2 separate regions of the Arachis hypogaea genome follow, and region 1 is linked to region 2. The links are chromatin contacts, called in public Hi-C maps. All regions are on one chromosome and are shown on one strand. Each heading gives the region's core, a stretch centred on a gene start, on an enhancer-like site or on the middle of the called end of the contact. The rest is flanking DNA. Distances are from core to core; before and after follow the strand shown.

The links. A called contact is a pair of places that touch in the nucleus more often than the background predicts.
Region 1: a contact with region 2 is called in a Hi-C map of leaf, with 5 times the contacts expected there. The contact joins the promoter of LOC112710830 here to the promoter of LOC112710826 in region 2. A contact is called at or near these places in 2 of 8 Hi-C or Micro-C datasets (both in leaf).

Annotation. Positions count from the first base shown.
Region 1 is chr9:33,677,690-33,681,235 of arahy.Tifrunner.gnm2.J5K5, reverse strand. LOC112710830 (preprotein translocase subunit SECE1) reads right to left here and starts at 1,937. Exons shown (of 2, transcript XM_072202866.1): 1 at 1,352-1,937. The coding sequence starts at 1,875. The coding sequence ends at 1,384.
Region 2 is chr9:33,425,064-33,428,543 of arahy.Tifrunner.gnm2.J5K5, reverse strand. LOC112710826 (cyclin-H1-1) reads left to right here and starts at 2,115. Exons shown (of 15, transcript XM_029289017.2): 1 at 2,115-2,319.

The DNA.
Region 1 (3,546 bases), core at 688-3,187, 250 kb before region 2:
TTTGAAAACTAGTGAATGGCTTCTTCCAAGTTGCATAATTTCACTCGTTAAACTTAGATCACCCTGAAATTTGGATTGGACATACCAGACATATAAAGCTTTTATTTGCAATTGGTTGCAACTCAATATCCATTCAGAACTGGGAGTTATGAGCATGGAAATTTAGTGGTTTGGAAACTAAAATCTAATTTTTACTGCATAAAGTGTTAGATTTCAAAAATTCATATCTCCTAAACCATAACTCCAACAATTCTTAAATTTAATGACAACAAACTAGGTTAATAAAAGTTTTATTTAACATTGGTTTCACACCAATTGAACTTCTAAGGTGAAAGCAGTAAATCCACGAAATTGTTGGATTCTATGCATAATTTCTGCATAAACTGTTTTTGCATTTTAAGGAACCTAAACCCAAAATCCAATTAGCGACTTTCAAAGACTGAAACCAAGTTTAGTAGTCATATTCTGCCAATTGAAATTTGCCTCAAAAGCCAATTTGTCCTAAATATTCCAAATTATTAGTTTTACCCATTTTTCGGATTCCTAATCCATCAGTCTCTTCTGCACAAGCTAAACGACTAATCTTACTTCCAAATTGATTCCAATTCTTTAAACACACTCTAATTCAATTCTAAAAGGCTTTTAAAAGTTTGAAAGAGGTTAATTATTATTCTAACTCAATTTGACCCTAGTAGTTCCTAATTCACCATCTTTAACAACAAGCCAGCAACTTAGTTCATTTACTAGCAATCAAAATCAAATCAACCAAAACATTAAACACAACACAACCACAGCCAAATTATAGTCAAGAGTCAATAAAATAATCAAACCATTAGACCATTATTAACTCGTGTGCACTTATTAATTAAACTTTATAGGCAGTCATAAATTGAGAGCTCTAATTTAAAATTCATCCCTCTATCAGTTGAATCTCGTAAAAATTGTTAAATGCAACAAACCCTTTATCCTAATCCGTGGCAGCTGCAGCAACTCCGATGACACCCAAGCAGCAGCAACATTGTTGATAATCACAGCAACAACGGCTGAAATGACTTAGGATCGAATAGACGTAGCTAGTGATCCTAAAAAACTATTGTCTGTGATTCTGCCATAAATTTTGCTTGAAAATACTTGAATAAGGAAATTTTGAATCTTGAACAATTATGTTAAGTTGTCATTTTTCATTTTTCAAAGCCATACATAATTGATGAAAGATAAGAAATCATTCTATCTATATATCAAAACTTTACATTCAGTTTCTTAATACAGGAACTAGTGTAACAAAAATGAATTCAATAACAATATAACTTTAGAAGTTACATGAAGGGTTGGCAGTGATATAGCGACTCACCAAAGCAAGCATTTTGATTGGCTATGAGTGACTTAGGTGAAGAAATCCTGAACCCCTTTGCCGGCGAAAACGCGGTCAGAAAGCTCAGCGAGAAGAGCATTGAGAGTGAGCAAAACGACGCTGGAACCAAAGATGACGCTGATAACAACGCTGGTGGTGCCCAGCACCTTCCCAAAGGGTGGCCACTCGATCTCCCTGATCTCTCGCCCTACTCCGCCCCAAAACTCTTCTTCTCCTTCTTTCTCTCTTCTCTCCTGCATCGCCTTCTTCAGCTCATCGGCCACCGTCACTTCTTTCTCTTCTGCTTCTGCTTCCGCTTCCGGTTCGGAACTCTCCTGGCTTTCCTCCACCACTGGGGACACCGTAATACTCCTCTGCCGACGCCGTGAGAAAGAGAGAGTGAGGGGTTTGGGGTTGAAGGCGGCAGTGAGTGAGAGTGTGAGAGTGGAAGGAGTTTGTGTTGACTGTAACGGAGACTGCGAGTGTAAGAGTAAGCGTGAAGGAGAGTGAGCTTGCAGCGCCATTGCCTCTTCTTCTCTCTTTCTTGTGCTGTTGTGCTCGCTGATCGATGAATGATGATGGATGATTCCTGCTTCTGGATAACGGACTTCCGGGTAACGTGTCTTCTCCATTCGGGTCAACCCGACCCCTTCCCATTTACTTGGACCGCCCACTCTGCCCACCCAAAAATTTTTAGTAATTTGGATTACCCCGTCCACAAATATTAAATTATTTTTAATAAATAAATTTTATTAATTTATATTACAAATTTTAATAAATATAAATATAAATTATATTAATTTATCTACATAAATTTTATTAAATATAAATATAAATCATGTATTTTTATATGAATAAATTTTTATAACTACAAAAATAAATTATTATTTGTTAAATACTAATTTAAAACAATAATAGTTATTGAGCATATAATATTCCTGCTCTTATCAGGCAACTTTTATTGTACTTGGATTGCACAGTTTATTATTGTTATCTCAAAAAATAATGAGTTAAATTATTATTGTTATTTTTTTTTGTTTATGATATCTCTCAATTTGATCATTTAAAAATTAATTCGACGTAAATTGAAATTTTATTTAAGGATTTTTTTGTTTAGTCAATAAGTTATTATATGCACAAATCAAAATTCGAAGTTCTAACACTTATCTAAATATAATAAATTAATTACTAAATCAACCTAAGTTCAAGTTGGTTAATTATTATTGCTACTTTATCCGGTTTGTTTATATTTTTTTGGTCTATCTTTTAACTTAAAAAAAATAAGCACTCAAATTCATAGGAGTATCACCATGAGTAAGTAAATAATCTACCACAATATATTTATTTATAAATATTTATATTATTTAATTTATTTTTAATATATATTTTATATTATTTATATAACATGGTTGAATATAATAAAATAAAAATTCACATGTAATTATTTTTATATAAATTTAATAATTAAAAATTGTTAAATAAATAACAAATGTTAAGAATGTAAAGTATCGTATAGCAGATAAAGTTGCTGGAAAAGTGATTAGTTATTGTTTTCAGAGGTAAATACTTTTGAAAAACTAAAGAAAAAATAATAGAGGAAAGAGAATCATACTTTTTGTTATTGTTGTTATCAAGGATGGTAATATTATCCAAATTCACAGATATCGACCTATCTTTATCCGGTGCAAGACGAATTTTATATATATAATTTTAATAAATAATATATTTAATATGTGTAAAAAAATTAATAATATTATTTGATATTGTATTATTTTTAGGTTTTTAGTTTAATTTATATTATGTATATAATCATGATTATATAAATTTCAAAATTTAATTTTAATAATTAATAGAAAATACGTAGGAGCGTATTAGGGTATAGATTGTTACTACCCGAATAACGGCGGGACAAATTATTATAGAAAAAAGTGGTTGAATAGGATAAAAATCAGTTTATTTGTCCCGTTGTCATCTTTAAATATTGTTAAAGCTCTTTCCAACACGATGGGATAAAACAAAGGAGATTGAGAGGATAACTAAATAAGTAAATGGATTCTTTGATCTCAATTTTTTTTTCAACAAGTGTAATAATATGTGTCATGCATGTGGTAAGATTGAAATTATAATTTTAATTTGTTTTGTTAAAATTAATTTGGTTAATAAAAAAATAATATGTTATGCATTGTTCGCTTTTT
Region 2 (3,480 bases), core at 866-3,365:
TATATCCATTAACAAGTTATTTTTGTGTGAAAATTTTCTATTATAAAATGGTTCGTATTTTCATTTCTTGTGCTAATAATGGCTTGTTGATATCTGCTGCTTCTATTACTAATTCAAACCAACTTATGCCATCCATCAGTAATTACTAGATGCAGAAGAATGACTAAGTTTTCCAACCAACGGTCAATGTCATGATTCCAATCCAAATACTTAATTAGTAATTATCTATTCACCTAAATGTAATTTCAAAATACAGAGAAGCTTCCTACAAAACTTACTATTAAAGTATTACCTGTTTGTCGATAGGCTTGGATTCAGGCTTTGCATCTATGTTGTCAGTAGAAGCTGCAGCCAAATTCTCACTTTTTAGAGATACTTTTTCTCTAAACCTGCATCCCAGGACACAAACAAAGAAAATGTCATATTATTTTTCTATTTTATTTCACTGAAATTCTAGCGAAGTTAGGCCACATTTAAACATAACAGCAAACAACAATACATAATCAAAATCAATTACCTGAGCAGTAGGACAAGGAGCTGGTGTTGATTGTGTAGCAACAAACTGCAAAATGCCAAATATTCTAGTCTGCCCATAACTAGCAGCTCTTTGCCAATACAAAACAAACATATCTCCTGCTCTTATCCCCAACCAACCTCCTTCTCTTCCTTCTATCATCCCTTCTTTTCATCTCACGTGCTCCTCACGTGACACTAGCAATCCCATGCCCCCGGTGCAGCAATGCCATTGTCCCATTCCCACTAAGCACCAACCCAACCTGTGGCGATCCCGCCTACAAGATCCATTGTACCTCCAACACTCTCGTCTTCGACAAGCTCAAAAACTCTTACCCGATCGAGTCCATAAACTCTCAGTCCCAATGCCTCGTTATCTGTCCTGTGTCTTTCCTGCCGAACACGTGTGTCACCACCGATAAGGTTCACCAAAGGATTCAGCTCAACAGTACCCTCCCTTTCAACATCACAAGCTCCAATACCATTGTTTACCTCAACTGCACTCAAACGCTTCTTATGTCGCCACTTAACTGCTCCTCCTCCAGCCTCTGCCATACCTACATCAACATCACTGCATCCGCCTTTGTATGCAATAGTGGATTGCTGTGTTGCACGTTCTGTGCCGGCAGCCCTAGTAACTCCTACCAGCTGCTTCTTCTGCCAGCGACGACGAGCTCAAGAAAGGCATGCAAGCGCGACTGAGTGCGAGACGGTGACGACTGACAAGATGGTGACGACTGATGACACAAAGAGCAACAAGGACCTTGAGTGCTTGACCGGAAACGAGAGAGGGAGAAAGCTTGAGATTGAGCCAGTGAGCAAAGAGATGAGAGCTCGAGCTTCAATGAAAAAAAGGAGAGGAAAGAGACGTTATGGCTAAGTTTTTTTCTTTTTCGGGTCAGCTTGAGAGATTAGTGAGATATTGGGGTTGGATTTGGGCTTGGAAAATGACAGAGGGATAAGGTAAGATTTTTTTTTCTAGGGACCTAATTGTATTTTTAAATTTTTAGGGATTTAAATGTCTGCAAAACAAAAAGTTAAGGATATATTTGTCTTTTTACTAAAAAATTTAAGGATTTGGATCCTCTAAAGTTTGAATTTCACTTTAGAGAATAAAATGTGATCTCTCACCATTGATTTTATAGGTGGGGCCAAAAATAAATATGAAAGAGAAATTATTCAAGGGCAGAAGATCACACTTTACTCTCTAAACTGAAATTCAAACTTTAGAGGATCTAAATCTAAAATTTAAACATAATTCGATTCAGATTGTGTAAATTGATCGGATCAAACTAGATCTAATAATTATAATAAGGATAATTGAGTTTATTATTGTTGCTATAATAAACTAATTTTGTTTTAGTTTATTAAAAAATAAATTATTAATCAGTTTAATAAAAATATTTAATAATAATACAACACATGTAAATATCTTTAAAAATGATATTTTTAATATCTTTATTAAAGTAGTCTTTTATTTCACTTAAGATAAAACCGGGGTGACTAACAAAAAAATTATATTATTTAACAAAAATAAATATTAAAGATCGTTATGTATATTTTAGGATATAAAGGACTAAAATGTCTTACTATAAAAACTTGAGGGACTAGGTAATTGTTCAAAATAAAAAAAAAAAAAAATTACTTTTTCATTCCATATTCTATTGTATCAAAATTAGGGTGGCAATGGCACCAATGGTCCCTCATCCTCTGCTCCACTGACTCGTTCTCCTGCTCTCTCCAGTCTCCACCCCGTGCTCGCCGATCCTCGCCCTGGTGCTTCCACCGACCACCGCGTCAGTTCAGGTGAATCTCTTCCCTCATCGGCTGTTCTCTCTGTTGTGCCTCGTTTCTGCTAATCTGCTGTGCTGCTTTTGTTCTATAAAGTTTGTAATTTTTTCCTTTGCAACCCGAAAAAAAAAAATGAAAGAGAAGAAGCATTCTTGGCGGGGCGGGCTAGTGTTTGCAGCCAGTTCAGTTAGACGGGGCGCCCGCCTTTCCGGCTGGATTAGACGGCCGGGGAGGGCGAGCATGCCCGTTTGCAACCCAAAAAGAGTAAAGAAGCATTCTTGCGCGGGGGGGCTAGTGTTTGCAGCTCGTTCGGTTAGACGGGGTGGGTTGGCCCGTCCGGGCGGGCTTAGACGGATTGGGGCGGGCGGGCATGCTGGTTTGCAACCCAAAAAGAGTAAAGAAGCATTCTTGGCGGGGCGGACTAGTGTTTGCAGCCAGTTCAGTTAGACGGGGCGCTCTGGCGGGCTTAGGCAAGTCAGGTCAGGGCGGGGCGGGGCGGGTTAGTGTTTACAGCCCTTCTGTTAGAAGGAGCGGGCCGCCAGCCCCGCATGCTTAGTCGGGGCGGGTGGACATGCATGTTTGTAACCCAAAAAGAGTAAAGAAGCCCGTTCAGTCAGACGAGGCGGGCTGGCCCGCCCTGGCGGACTTAGGCGGGGCGGGCAAGCATGCCCGTTTGCAACCCTGGTCAAAATATTAGTACTTTTATGTAAAATTCTGCCTTTTTCCACACCTCCATGCTTATAAAACGTACGAGCTACTAACGCAACTGTCTCGTGCCACTGCCGATCGACTACCTCTTCCCATCGCAGCCGGAGCCGAGTTCTCTACCGACGCTTGCGCGCTGGGTTAAAAATTGGGTCTTCGAAGGAGACAACAACATGCTGCAAGTAATTTAAGGTTGTTCTGGATTAATCTTTATCATTATTTCTTTTATACAGAAACTTCTTTTCATTTCAGTGTTAGGTTACGGTTTGGGTTAATTTTCTATTTTTGACCCTTTCTCCCCCTTAAATGTGTTATTCATATCAAACAATATATTGTGTTTTCCTTCTTTTCTATTCCTTTCCCTTTTATTTTCTTTGGGAATGGAAAGATGGTGCTGTTTTGTTCTGCACTTGGACTTCATAGTGAAGAACACTTTCTTTTGGATCATGCAAAATGTGTCACTATGATTAA